Linked DNA regions of Mus musculus: all the other regions are linked to region 1. The links are chromatin contacts, called in public HiChIP or PLAC-seq maps. All regions are on one chromosome and are shown on one strand. The core of a region is the stretch at or near the end of the contact, and the rest is flanking DNA. Distances in the headings are between cores, read along the strand shown.

Region 1 (4,820 bases), core at 1,016-3,515:
TCAGCAGATATCTCATATACCAGCAGGGGGCAGCAGACTCTTCCTGGGCCCTCTGAGCAGCTATTTTTGTGGGTTCCTCTTGAGCAACTAGAGGGTCAGCCCAGCTGTCCTCTCTTCAGAGCCACAGCTCCTTGTGGCCCATCACCTTCACAGCAGCTTTCATACTGCAGGGCCTTTGCACAGGCAGTTCCCCTTGCCTATCATCCCAGGAGCTCCCTCCCTCCCCTCCTCCAGTTCCCCTTCCTGTGTTTAACACAGCCTGCTGGCCATCACTTCACCTTCAGATGCCCTCACCTTCGGGGAACCTGCTGCTATTCCTATGTGTAGTGCCTCTTGTCTCCCTCCAACCCCAGTAATGATAGCAGTGCCTACACCCGCCCATCCATAGTCTCCCTAGTCCCACCTCTGGGCACCAGTGAGCAGTCCCCACCTCTAGTCTGGCCACCCCAGCCATTGGCTACAGACAAATGGAATGCCTCTCCACACTGGGACATTCTCCTGTCTCTAGGGCCTGGGTCTTCAGCTGGGTACTATATAAATACCCAGGAAAGGCCAGTCAGGAACCCAAGGGTGAGCCAGGCATGGTGACATACCACTTTAGTCCCAATACTCGAAGGCAGAGCCATGTGGATTTCTGTGTGTTCAAGGCCAGTCTGGTCTACATAAGTGAGTTCTAGGCTAGTTAGAGCCTATCTCAAAAAGGGAGTGGGGAGCTGGAGAGAAAGCCCAGCAGGTAAGAGCACTGGCTGCTCTTCTAGGGGACCTGGGGTCAGTTTCCACATGGGAGCTCACAACTGGACATAACTCCACTTCTAAGGGATACGACACCCTCTGACTTTCAAGGACATTAGCAACACATGTGGTGCACAGACATACATGCAGGCAAAAACACTCATACACATAAACTTTAAAGACTAATAACCATTTTTAAAAAGTAAATTAAAAATAAATAACAACAGTTACAACAACAACAACAACAACAACAAAGAATCAAAAGATGAGCCAGGAGCACAGGCTCAGTAGCCGCAATCCCAGCTACTCAGGAGGCAGGAGGATGGCAAGCTCAAAGCTCTGCCGAGATAGAGTGGATTCAGGCTATTCTGATCAACGTGGTGAAATTGTCTCAAAATAAAATGATAAAAAGGTCTGGGGCTGCAGCTCAGCAGCAGAGAACTGCAGAGTAGGCGGGAGGCCCTGGGGTCCATCCTAGCTGAAGGACAGGATGATGGTGGCACCCCACAGAGGATCAAGCAATGAGGGACACTAGGCAGCCTCCCAACAATCCTCTGCCTCTCACTACCTGAGTCCTGGGTGATGAAGCAACTGAGCCCCTCCCTGCCTGGGACCAGCCCCTTATGCTGGAGAGACAGGCCCTGTGGGAAGAGCCTGGAGTCCGACAGACCTGGTCTGAAGCTGGCTGGGCTAGAAGCACCTTTGCGTGGGTGACGTCTCCTCCTGAGGCTTTGAGTTACTCATCTGTAAGACAGGAAGAAAAGATCTATCAGTCATTCAATCACTAACACCCACTCTACTCTGGCTGATAGTCGGACACGAGAACAACCTAGACAGCCTATGACCCACTAGGGTCTACCTGGGGCAGACGGTCCCTAGGTAGTGACAGTGTACACTGGTAGGGACTGGGCCCACAAAGTGCTACCAACCACGGAAGGATGGCAGGTGTGCTAAGGGAGGCTTCCTATAGGAGGCTTCAGGAGTGAAGGCCCAAAGGACCAAAGGGTGTCAGAGGACTTTCATCTTTGTCCCACCTGGCTCTTCAGTACCTGGCAGGGTGGTGGGCAGACACAGAACCAGCACCCAGCCCCAGTGAGACTCTGCTGGGGAAGTGGCTACAGACAAGTGTCCAGGGGGCAGCTCTCTTCTTCTCCAGGCATGGCTCTCTTTCTTGGGAGTCACTGGCTCAGCCTACAAGAAGGACATTAATGGGCAGCCAGCCAGGGAAACCGGTTTGGCAGCCAAGCCAAGAGAGAGGCAGGTGGGGACGCAGCAGCCAACCTGTCTCAACTGGTCCCAAGGGGCCAGCAGGTGGCCAGCCCCGGGCCTGGACAGGACTTTCCCAGCTGGTTTAGTTTCTTTGCTTGATCCAAGTCCAGGGGTTGTGGCTGAGGGTTGGGACAGCTAGGGCAGAATGGGCACCTCTGGCTTCCAGCCTTCTCTGCCTCAGAACCAGCACTGCAACATGCTGCCCTCCTCCCAGCCTTTCCTGTCCAGCCTGTCCCAGCACCCCGACCTCTGCACCAGGGCTACCCAGCCCTCCTTGGCGCTACGCCTGTCTCTACAACTCTAACAGTGCCACACCTTGTGCTGCCTGGCACAGCGTGGAGCCTGTGCTGCGACCTGCGGCTCCCTGTCCTCCGTGTCTAGCTTGCTATCCACCCTGAACTCTTGGCTCTACTCTCAGTTCCCACCTCCCACACCGAGGGAGCCCCAAAGCAGCTCCCAGATTTGGCAGTATAGGGGGTGGTAGTGCATGTGACCACTCACTAAGCATAGGGAAGCGCTCAGAATGGAAAAGGTGGGAGAGCTTTCAGCAGTGCCTTTCCATGCTCCCCCACACAGACCCCTACCCCCACCCATAAGCCCCAAGCCACCTTGCATACTGCAGCCACTTGTGACCCTGCAGGAGAAGGGGCGGAAGGGCACACCTCCGGATATTTGCCTGGGCCACCCCTTTCCTCTGGGCAGCATATGGAGGGAAGGACAAACAGAGGAACTGGTGTTTATAATGACCTGGTGTAGGCCCCACCCAGGCCCTTTTAGGCATCTCGTGGCTGGGATGGGTCTCCCAGGCCAGCTCAGAATTTCAGAGCCCTGCAGCCCAAGCCTCAACCCCCAGCTGACAGTTAGCTAGCACTATATGCCCTGATTTCTATATCTGTGAAGACCCAGCCCACAGCTCATGCCAGGAAGCTCAATGAGTGACCCTAGGGAAAGACTCCACTCTTATGCCTCAGTTTCCTCTTGTTGGGAGGGTGACGACAGAAGCTGCTTCCAGCAGCTTTTATAAGGAGTCACAGGAAAAACAAGCAAGGCACTGAAGGTCTGGCTCAGAGCCAACTCTTACTGACGCTTAGGCAGTAAATCCTCAATGCTAGTTACATGAGAACAGTAGCCAGCAGGAATGTGCACCTACTGTGTGCCACCTCTCTTAGAAGCACTGTCCCAGTATCTCTCACCCTTTGTTCCTGACCCAGCAGGAGAGCCACTGTGAGCCCCATGCCCTAAGTAAGGTTCTCACTTGTCATGGGCAAAGCCAGAGCAGACATGAGAGTAGGCCACTTCTCCCAGGGCCTATGGCCCCTGCTTCTGGCGCAGATCCAGCCAATGATGCTCAGCCCTGTGATATACGCACAGCCCTACAATGGAGGCACCTTATCCCAATTGTCTGGTGTGGAAACAGACTCCTTTGTCCAGGCACCCAACCAGTCAGAGGTTGCCAAGGTTTGACCCAGGAAGGTGAACACAACAGGCTGGCCTCTTACTAGCTTGCACTGTGTGCAGCTAGTCTGGGCCCCCATGATGCTTCTACCTGCCAGGCCCACACCTTATCTTTCCTCTCCTGTGCTGGACTTCACCTCCTACCCCAGCCTGCCCCAGAAATGGGTTTCCTGGACCTCCTCCCAGGATCTCTGGTGAGACAAGCTGGTCCCAGAAACGATGCCTGAAACCCTGTCCCCCCACCAATGTACGCCATGGGGTTCTAGAGCTGACATGCTCACTATGAAGGAGCCTGCGGCCCTGGAGAGTCACCAACACAAGCCCCTTGGCTTCCAGAGACCTCAGAGTAGGGGCTATTCTGGGCCAGTGTTGGGGAATCTTGTTGGACCCTGGAGGTAAAGGGGTGACTGAGTACCCACGGAAGAGATACAGATGGAGCAGTATGGCCAGCAGCTCCCTCCAGCCAAGGATACACACTAAAAATGACTATATTTTAAAATGCTTTTTTCATTTCTTTAATCTCTGATTCTTCAATTGTGGGATACTCAGTTCTCTAGTCCCCCCTGCGCCCCTGCTCTGCTCTCAACCTTTCTCGAGAGGCAGATGCATCCATCTCCCATGCTCCTGAGGGAATGAGCCGACAGCTCCAGGAAAGCCCTCCCTGCCTCAGTGTACCCCTTGTTTTCCAGGACTGAGCTGCAACAGTGTCTGGCTCTGGCATGCTTGAGCCCACACCCACTCCCCCACAGTCAGCTCTGGCTGTCAAGCCACAGCCCTGACCTATGCCATGTAAATGCGTCCCACATCCCACTCTCCTTCAGCCTCCTGCTGGGACAGGTTCCCACTTCTTCCAGGTAGTCCTAACTCCTCCTAGATGGGCCCATCTTCCTCATCATACACTGCCCAATCACAAGTGACCGGTCATAGTTGCTGGGCCTTCACCTCCCTATCCATTTGAGTGACAACTGAGGTGGAGCCTACTGGGCCCTCAGCTCTGCAGAGTCTGCAGGGTTCACACTGGGGAAAGATGACAATCATTAAACCAGGTCCACCCAAGGTCTGCGGGGCAGACTTAAGTCCTGAGAGGAAATAAAGGCAGGCTCAGAGCGCAGGCAAAAGAGGCAGGAACTGTCAATGCAGTCCTTGAGTGCATGAGACCAAAGAGGTTCTGTGCTCAGGAAGAGGGGCAGCCAGGAGGTAAGAAACGGCAGGGCGAAGGTGCTGAGACAGGCACTTGCTGGATGTAGCCAAGAAGGCCTGGCGGCTATATTGCAAAGGTGAGGGGAGAGTAGGGTTAAACAACACAGGCTGGTGACCAGACAGATCAGGTGGCACCTGTGGGCCATAGCAAGGGCTCTGTTTTT
Region 2 (4,820 bases), core at 1,504-4,003, 250 kb after region 1:
GCTTTCCTTGAAGAGCTGAAGGAGGCCCTATGTCTCAAATGGAGGGGAGCAGAGGGGAAGGAGCCAGGGAGTGAGGTGCATCCTTTGTAGTGGTGTTTCCTAGAGCACAGCCAGCCTGCTGCTTCATGAGAGCTTCAGTGTTTGCAGTCTGAGTTACCCATGTATCTTAAAAGTATTGAGACTTAGTGTTGAAGAGTGAGTCCTAAGAGTGTAGGTAGTAAAGACTGTAAAGATTGCCTCTGGGTAGCTGCAGGTAATCGGGCAGCTCCAGACCCTTCTGCATTCTCTGCTGGAAAGCTGATTCCACCTGGCTAGTGGTATCTTATAACAAACTAGTATGGTTTCAAGTTCATCCAAGAGTCTGGGCCTGGGCCACCAGATAAGAGTTGATAGTAGGGCTGGTGAGATGGCTCAGTGGGTAAGAGTACCCGACTGCTCTTCCGAAGGTCCAGAGTTCAAATCCCAGCAACCACATGGTGGCTCACAACCATCTGTAACAAGATCTGACTCCCTCTTCTGGTGTGTCTGAAGACAGCTACAGTGTACTTACATATAATAAATAAATAAATCTTTAAAAAAAAAAAAAAAAGAGTTGATAGTAGCCTGGTGTCATGATGCACACCTTAGCACTCTGAAACCTAGGCCACAAAGTGAGACCCTCTTTGAAAAACCACAGTAAAACTGTTTGGAACAGCAGGAGCATTAGTGCACTTTCTGTAGTGGTTTTAGGGTTTTTTACCTGCTGTATTAAAGCAGAAAGGAAGGACGAGTTGAATAACCCTTTATGTGGGAAGCGTGACTTCCCATAGTTGGCCTGGCTTCTTAGAGCCTCTACCAGTATATACTGTGGTCTACTGTATAAAGGTATTTGGGTCTCAGAGGTAGAACACTTAGAAGACCCAAGAGTCTTTCCTCAGCACTTTTATTGATATTGTGATAGAATATCTAACCTGAAGCAGCAAAATGTAGAGAGCTAGCTTCCTCATTCTGCAGAGCTGGCTTCGTGCAGCAGCTCTCCAATGAGAAAGATCCTGCCCGGGCTCCACTGCCCACTTGGCTTGAGCTCAGCGCACGGGCCAGACCTGCTCTGGGTTGGTTCTGGTCCCCTTTCACCTTTGAGGAAATGGACGACTAGAACCAGAGCAGGAGTTAGCTTGTAGCTGTCAGGGGAGAGGACCTGCAACTAGACATGTGTGCTAAATCGCACCTTTCTCCCTAAGGTGAAATTTATGAAAAGCAAGCCGGGGGCCGCCATGGTGGAAATGGCTGATGGCTATGCTGTGGACCGAGCCATTACTCACCTCAACAACAACTTCATGTTTGGGCAGAAGATGAATGTCTGGTGGGTACTGTCATCAGAAAAGATGGACAGAGGTGTGATTTCAGTTGTGATTGAGATCAGGGTGCTGACATAGGCAGGAATGGGGGTGGGGATAGGAGCCATGCTCCTCTTCCTCTGAAGCCTTGGGAGAAAGGAGGTTAGCTTGAGTGCAGCAGTGTGTGTTAAAAGCACTCAGCAGTATCAGATAGGCGTGAGGCCAGCTGAGCCTCTGGCTGACCCTAGAGGACAGACAATTCAGCATAGAACAAAGACTTCCTTTCTTCCTCTCAGTGTCTCCAAGCAACCAGCCATTATGCCTGGTCAGTCATACGGGCTAGAAGATGGATCCTGCAGCTATAAAGACTTCAGCGAGTCAAGGAACAATCGGTTCTCCACTCCAGAGCAGGCAGCTAAGAACCGCATCCAGCACCCTAGCAATGTACTGCACTTCTTCAATGCTCCCCTCGAGGTGACTGAGGAGAACTTCTTTGAGGTGGGTGTTGTGAAACCGATCTGTCATGACATTGGCTTCAGTTGGGCTCATTTGGGACACAGCAAAAGAAAGGGAGGGGGCAGATTCTTCTCGTCTTGGCTGTGGTTAGAGCGAGCAGAGGCATAGAGTGTGTCCTGGTGTAGAGCTCTGCACACTGCTTTCACATCTTGGCCAGGCAGTCATGATTGTGGGGTTGCCACAAAGGTGATGCTTTGGAACCTGGGCAGAGACAGCAAGAGGGGCCCATGGGTGTTGGCCAGCAATTCAGCAACACCTATCTGCTGTCATACTGTGGGTGGCCAGAGTTGTGGTTTGAGGAACAGTCTCTCTTCTTGTGCTGCCTCATGGAGGTGTTTCTGTGAGTCCCAGGCTGGTGGGGTACAGTCCACACAAGACCACAGTTGTCTGGTCTGCTTTAAGTCTTCCATATGGTTTCTGAATTCTCTTACTCGTTACTCTCTTGCACCAGATCTGCGATGAACTGGGAGTGAAGCGGCCAACCTCTGTCAAAGTATTTTCAGGCAAAAGTGAGTCAGACACCACTTCCCTCCCCGACCCCACTGCAGCTGTGGGTGGTGGTTGCTGGGAGGAGACTAACCTTGTGTGGCCCTGCCTAACCCCTCTGCTGTCTCCTGTTTGATTCAGGCGAGCGGAGCTCCTCTGGGCTGCTGGAGTGGGACTCGAAGAGCGATGCCCTGGAGACCTTGGGCTTCCTGAACCATTACCAGATGAAAAACCCAAGTGAGTGTCTGTGTGTCCTGCAGAATCTCCCTAGTGGCTTGATGGCTTGTCTGGCTACATGCCAGAGCCATCTTTCTACCCTCAAGATAGGACCCTAGAGATTGCCTTTGTCGCAGACACAGGCAGATGGGACTTGGTCACCAGGAGAGCAGTCTGATGACATCCTCCTGGGAGGCCAGCCAGGCTGCCGGGTTCCACCCACCTGATAGCTTGGGAGTTGCTCTAGCTTACCGTGGGTGGTGATGAGTTAGATCCTGGTAATTGACCTGCAGAGGAGGGCGTGTGGGTGCAGATTGAGATGACTGGTCCGGGAGCTCCAGAGGGTTCCAGCCTGACTGACATCTGTCCTCTTGTTTCCAGATGGCCCGTACCCATACACTCTGAAGTTGTGCTTCTCCACTGCACAGCACGCCTCCTAATTGGATGCTGGGAAGGAAGACTCCATCCGAGCAGGAAAATGTTCCTTTCCTTTATGCTGTTGGTTTGTTTGGTTTTTTTTTTTTTTTTCTTGTTTTTTTTTTTCTTTTTGGTTTTGTTTTGATTTATTTTTGCAGTTTTTTCCTTTTAAATGCTAGGTCAGTAGAGGCTTAACCACAACAGAAATGCTGGAACTCTGGAGGGGGGGAGGGGAACTGGTATCTCCCAAGATTAACCTTCACTTTTTAAAATGACTGTATGTGTGATTTTTTTTTTTTCCTGTTCATACATTTGTGCTGCCCATGTATCTTGGCACATTTCAATAAAATTGTTTGGAAAATAAAACTATTTGCTGGGGCTCCAAGGGTGGGTTGTCTGCTTTCCTCTCTCCCACTTAGCATTCCAAAGAGTGGTGGGCCCAGCCTTAATAAGGGCAGGATGAGCAATGAGCAGGAATTAGAGACCAGTGCATTCTTGAAGGACACTGCCCAAGCTAGGTCAGGTTCTACTAGTGATTGAAAGGTGGGGATAGTTAACCCTGTTCTTCAGGTAGTCCTGGCCTTACGTGTATCATATCAAATGCACAAGCTCATGCGAGTACATGGATACGGTTACACTCTGGACTGGCAGTGGCGATGCACACCTTTAATCCCTGCACTGAGGCAGAAATGGGCAGGGCTGAGGTCCAGGACAGCCAGGCATACACAGAGAAAACCTTTTTGTCTTGAAAACAGTGGAGTTGGAGCACAATTGTGCTGTCCTGTAGTCCAAGTGCTTAGCTCTCTGGAGTAGGAGTAGAGCTTGAGGCTGATCTCTGCAGCTTGGTACACCACCGCCTGGCAAGATGGTTGCCAAGCTACAGGATTCAAAAGTGGCTTGGTGGGACCTGCTGAGTGTGTGTGTGTGTGTGTGTGTGTGTGTATGTATGTGTATGTGTGTGAACACTGTTATGGGATCTGATGCCCTCTTCTGCCATGCAGGGGCACATGGAAATTAGAGTACTCAAGTTAAAAGTCTAAAAATAAGGTAGTTCTGATGCTGTTCTGACATGACAACTGGACCTTGGTCTGTGTACAGAGATGATTGTGCGTTGTGGTTTACTGGCCCTGAAAGTCATTTCTGGGTCTCGCTAACTCACTGATCCTGAGGCAGAGTTTACAAGTGGGGTTGAAGGATGCAAACTGTTAAGTCCGTGGTGGATAGTCCTGGGATTTAGATGGAAACCTCCGGAGATGGCTTCAGTAGAAACAAGGCCTAGGAGGAACACAGGTTAAAAACTGATGTCCTGGAGAGTGGGAGCAGGCCACACTAGTGACAGTGGTGGCAACGTCCTGGAGAGCCAGACTGGCGTTTCAGCATCTGGAGTCACAGTATCACATGGAAAGTACTAACTGCACCCTAGTTTGCTGTAAAACAATCGGGGAGATTCAAAGAGTTTTATCTACTATCCAGTTCATTTTCTGTTGGCAATTAGACCTGTAAATGTATAAACACTCCACGTGTATCATCCACAATTACTTTTTTATACCAGTTAAATGATGCACATTACTGAATGAGATGACATGACCACTCCAAGCTACGGTTGAGGTTTTGAAGATAGAAGTGGGTACAGCCAGAGGCATCTGGAAGGGTCCAGAGCAGGGAAAGAAGGTAGTAGACTGAACATGCCCAGTAGGGAGTCACAAAAGGGGTTGGACCAAGAGGAGAGAGGGCAAAGAGCAAACATGGCCAAAGTGGCTGAGTTAGATGGGAATGAAGCTGGAAGGGACGCCCAGGAGCTTGAGTTTAGGGTAGGGGGCAGGGTGAGCAGAGTGGAGCCACAGGGGTGTAGACTGAGCCTGCAGGTGC
Region 3 (4,820 bases), core at 1,092-3,591, 230 kb after region 1:
ATTTTGGTTTAAGGTTCTAGAAGACTCCGCCGTGGAAGGGGAGGCATGGCAGGAAGAGTACACATCTTCAGAAGAAGATGTGAAGAGATCACATCTTCAGCCGCTCACAGGAAGCACAGAGAACAGGAGGGAGGGGGCAGGTTGAGAAGCCTTGAGTCCTTTCCTTAGTGATAAACTTCTCCCCATAAGGCTCTGCCTCCTCAAGGGCCTGTAACCTCCCCAAGCAGTGCCACCAGCCAGGGGCCATGTGTCCAAACACCTGAGCCTCTAGGGACATTTCTCATTCAAACCACCACCACACCAAAAACTTAAAAATTCTAAACATGCATGCCTGTCATGTACCACAGCATTTAGAAAGCAGAGGCAGGAGGATTCCTTCTAGTTCTAAGTCAGCCTGGGCTTTGTAGGAAGACCCTACCTTCAAAACCAAAGTAGATTTGGGAGATGGCCCACTGGGCTAAGTGCCTACTATACAAGGACCTGTGTTCAGGTCCTTGGTGTGGCAGCAGGTACCTATAACTGACTCACTGGCCTGCCAGTCTTGCCAAAGCAGCAACTTCTAGATTCAGCAAGAGACTCTTGTCCAAAAAAAAAAAAAAAAAAAAAAGGGGAGCTAGAGAGATGGGGCAGTGGTTCAGAGCACTCGTGTTTTTGTAGAGGACCCAGGTTCTATTCCCAGCACCCACATGGCAGCTTACAACCTTCTATAAGTCCAGTTCCAGGGGATCCAACACTCTTCTTTTGAGACAGGGTTTCTCTGTAGCCCTGGCTGTCCTGGAACTCACTTTGTAGACCAAAAAAATCCCAGCACTTGGGAGGTAGAGGTAGGCCTCGAACTCAGAAATCCGCCTGCCTCTGCCTCCCAAGTGCTGGGATTAAAGGTGTGTGCCACCACGCCCGGCCCAACACCCTCTTCTGACCTCCAAGGGCACCAGGCACACACATGCAAGAAAAACACATAAATTGATTAAATGTGGTGCTGGCCAAAAAGAGAAAAAAAGTAACAGGTTCTGCTGCCAAGGTGGACAGACAACTTGAGTTTGAAGAGGGCAGAATCAACTCCTGGTCCTCTGACCTTCATATCTGTGCCATTGGACGTGTGAACATAAACACACAAATATAAATAAAATGATGTTTCCAGGAGGCGGTGGTACACGCCTTTAATCCCAGCCAGCACTTGGAAGGCAGAGTCGATCTCTGTGAATTTGAGACCTCTCTGGTCTACAGGGTGAGTTCCAGGACGGCCAGGGATACACTGAAACCCTGTCTCAAAAACAAAACAAGACAAGACAAACAAAAAAGTCAAGAAAGTATTGAAGAATATACCTGTGTTGACCTGCACAGCATATCCATGTGCACACACACATATACCAGAGTCAGACAGACACCACAGTATAAATAGACGTGGTGGTACAATCCCAGACCTAAAGGAATTGAGGCAAGAAGCCATTTTGGAGCTACATAGTAAAACCATGACTCACTCAAACAAACAAACAAAAGAATGTGTGCGTGTGTGTGTGTTTGTGTGTGTGTGTGTATGTGTAAGTTTTTACCCACAATTCCTGAATCATGACCCTGACCTACTTCCTGGGGTAGTAGGTCACAATGACACAGGAGAAGCGGAGTAAAACACTGATGTTTTATGATGGATTCACCAATCAACTTGCTTAGGAAATACTGCACTGCACAAGCTAAATTGGTGCTGCCCCTAAATGACTTAGCAAACTACCCAGGCTTGTTAGGAACTGTAGGGAAAATTTTGTACTCTGAACATAATTGCAGTTTGGACTTGCTGAGAATATATTTCTGTTAAGATTTGTTCCCTAAGATTGGCACCAATTAGGCTCCATCCTCATCTCAGAGAACATGCCTCTACCTGGCTTGTTCAGAGGGGCTGGCGCTGGCTAGCCGCCACCATTAATTAAGTTCTAGTCAGCCATTAAGTCCCAGTTCTGTTGTCAGGAAGAGAGAACTCAAAGCGAACAATGCTGTTATACTTCCAAAGTAACTGTGACAATAACTTTGGCTGTGTAAATCTCCCAGTTGTCTAAGATCATCAGACTTGCAGGCTCTTTTCTCCACTTAGTTGCTGAGTGTAACTTGGAGCCAGGACCTTAAAGAGAAGTACAGATGTGACATGCTAAGGACTGAATCCGATGTCATTTGTTACAAAGGTCTGTTTGTGGCTGCTTTTTGCACTCTTAAAGAATGTCTTTTTCTTATTCCCCTGAGTGTTTGGACTAAGTCCAGGAACTGAACAAGACTCAGTACACACATCCAACCCTTTGCCCCAGAGGAAGGAATGCTGTGAGGGAGGCCGAGAAAATCTGAACCAACCGGGTTTTCTGGGTCTCCGCATCCAGTCTGTTAGCAATCCTGCCCGGGCAAACGTCATAAAAACCTCAGAAAGGACTGGGCTGGGAGACAGCTTCCAAACAGTAGAGCTTCCTGCAGGAGGTGGCTCAGCAGTAGTCTACTTGCCTAGCAAGTACCTACCTCGTGCTAGATTCACTTATTAGAGGAAAACACACACACACTCTCTAAACAGCCAAATATACTACGGAGTGTGGAAGCTACCGGATTCCTTCTGCATGGTTTGTCCTGAGCCCCATCAGTTGCCTAGCAAATTTAACAATCATAGAAGGTGGAAGTGGTATATTGGGTTGCTTTACCTGTCAATTTGACACAGCCCAGAATCACCCAAGAAGGTAGTGGAAACTGAGAAATTGCCCACATCAAATCGGCCTGTGGGCCTGTCTGTGGAGCGGGGTGGGGGTGGGGTGGGGTGGGGACAACATTCCTTAGGCTGGTGGTCCAGGGCCTTATAAGGAAACTCCCCAGCGTGAGCCCAAACGTGCCAGCTAGCAGTACTCTTCCACTGTTTCCGCTTGAGTTCCTGCCCCGCCCTTCCTCACCATGGACTATGCTCCTGAAAGTGAACCAAGCCCTTTCTTTCCACTGAGTTGCTTTATCAGTGTTTCATGGTAGCAACAGAAAGGAAAAGAGAGCAGATGGGGCCCTTGGTTTCTACACTGTACTCCTATTTTTGTATCACTGTAGCCAAAATATCCAACAGTTACAGTTTAAAGAAAGAAAGACCAATTTGGGCTCAGCATTTCAGAGTGGTCCATCCCTTCATGGCTAGATGAGAGAAGGTGAAAGTGGATAGCAGAGTCTGTTCAAATCATGGACCAGTGAGCAAGACAGGCAGGCATCAGCAACAAAGTCTAACTGCCCTGCCCCCAGTGACCTAATGACCCACTTCCCTCCGGTAGGCCTCAGCTTCCAAAGCTTCCCCAAGTGACATCCACCAGGCAGGGAACGAGGGCTCCATGGCAGGAACCAACAAGGGACATTGCAGATTGAAAGAATCACACGGGCTGTCCTCCAGAAACACAGAAGAATGTGTGTGGCTTGTCACTGACAGCCACAGACGTGGGGGAGCAGTGGGGACTGAGCCCTTAAGCTACGTGTCCTGACGCTATACCCAAGTCACAGTATCAGAGTGGTGTCGTGACTGAATCCAGTTAGAAGAACACTGGCTGGTGTCTGAGACAGAATTACTTGCTTGGTGGTGGAAGATGGGTGTGTGTGTGTGTGTGTGTGTGTGTGTGCACTTGCAGATGGCCAGCAGAACAATGCAAGGGGAACAAAAAGGTAGTTCATTTTAACACAACTAAGTAAGTAGCCAGTATTGGTTCAAACTTTGAGAGTCTGACCCCAAGTAATTTATTTTAGGCCTATTTAAGCACAGCACCACTTGACAAGACATTTCCTGGTAATAATTAACTCAGTTCCACGTGCACGGTAAAGTTTAAGAAGCGACTTTTGGGAAACTCTTTGTAAAGTACATAGCAATGTGGTCTATAAATAGATTACATGTGCTACCTTCTATAAAAATGGGTTCTACAGATTGACAAGCTCAAGATAAGGGTCTGGGGAGGATCTAGTGTGGTCTCGGCCACACAGAGAACACAAAAGTCACCAGGCTATTCTCTATTCCCAGCTTTCTGGGCTGAGAACAGGTTATACAACTCTGTCTTTGAAGAGATAATGTGTATTTAACATTCCTGTTTAACCCGGTGTTTATCTTTGAGCACAAAGACCTCCACGCCTCCCACACAACACACATACTCCTATACGTACACATATGCATATTTAATGAATGGATGGGTGCTTTGCCTGCATGTATGTCAGGGTACTATTTGTGTGCTTGCTGCCCAGAGCGGCCAGAAGAGAGTGTTCGATCCCTTGAGACTGGCGTTACATATGGCTGTGGGTCCTAGGAATTGAACCCAGGTTCTCTGCAAGAGCGGCCAATCTTTCCTTTTTTTTTTTTTGTTTGTTTTTTTTTTTTGTTTTTTCGAGACAGGGTTTCTCTGTGTAGCCCTGGCTGTCCTGGAACTCACTCTGTAGACCAGGCTGGCCTCAAACTCAGAAATCCGCCTGCCTCTGCTTCCAAAGTGCTGGGATTAAAGGTGTGTGCTACCACAGCCCAGCTTTTTTTTTTTTTTTTTTAGACCAGGTCTCACTAAGTAGCCCAGGGTGGCCTGGGACTCATGATTCTCCTGCTTCAGCCTCACCAGAGCCAGTTCAGGAATTACAGGTGTGCACCACCACACCCATCTCTTCCTCGTGATTTAGTTTGATTCCCCAGGTTGCTCAAGATTTGGACAATGGAAGTGACTTTCAGTGTGTTCTTATGCTGGTCAGATGTGTTGTAGAGAGAATATCTTATGGCTGTATGGGCGTGGCACCTGTCAATAATAAATCTGATGGCCTATGGCTTAGGCAGGAAATTGGAGGTGGGACATCTGGGA

Evidence for each region. HiChIP or PLAC-seq counts read pairs in DNA pulled down with a chosen protein or histone mark.
Region 2: a contact with region 1 is called in an HNF4G HiChIP or PLAC-seq map of pancreatic cancer cells. The contact joins two enhancer-like sites. A contact is called at or near these places in 1 of 115 datasets of contacts at active chromatin or transcription factors (pancreatic cancer cells) and 1 of 9 other capture datasets (liver).
Region 3: a contact with region 1 is called in an HNF4G HiChIP or PLAC-seq map of pancreatic cancer cells. The contact joins two enhancer-like sites. A contact is called at or near these places in 3 of 115 datasets of contacts at active chromatin or transcription factors (embryonic stem cells, memory CD8 T cells and pancreatic cancer cells).

What each region holds. Positions count from the first base shown.
Region 1 is chr7:28,568,391-28,573,210 of GRCm38.p6, forward strand. It overlaps Pak4 (p21 (RAC1) activated kinase 4), which reads right to left. Exons shown (of 10, transcript NM_027470.3): 2 at 1,403-1,476. Among named protein-coding and RNA genes, the nearest start is that of Mir7049, 9.8 kb to the left of the region's middle. Within about 2 kb of position 2,266, at least 82 of the 459 cell types and tissues checked have an H3K27ac peak or open chromatin away from gene starts, as enhancers often do. A contact at or near this core is called in liver and pancreatic cancer cells, where this site is marked.
Region 2 is chr7:28,818,933-28,823,752 of GRCm38.p6, forward strand. Hnrnpl (heterogeneous nuclear ribonucleoprotein L) reads left to right here. Exons shown (of 13, transcript NM_177301.5): 9 at 1,221-1,342; 10 at 1,613-1,814; 11 at 2,284-2,341; 12 at 2,460-2,555; 13 at 2,916-3,334. The coding sequence ends at 2,974. Among named protein-coding and RNA genes, the nearest start is that of Ech1, 4.0 kb to the right of the region's middle. Within about 2 kb of position 2,754, at least 147 of the 459 cell types and tissues checked have an H3K27ac peak or open chromatin away from gene starts, as enhancers often do. A contact at or near this core is called in liver and pancreatic cancer cells, where this site is marked.
Region 3 is chr7:28,800,145-28,804,964 of GRCm38.p6, forward strand. No RefSeq gene overlaps it. Among named protein-coding and RNA genes, the nearest start is that of Hnrnpl, 8.3 kb to the right of the region's middle. Within about 2 kb of position 2,342, at least 232 of the 459 cell types and tissues checked have an H3K27ac peak or open chromatin away from gene starts, as enhancers often do. A contact at or near this core is called in pancreatic cancer cells, where this site is marked.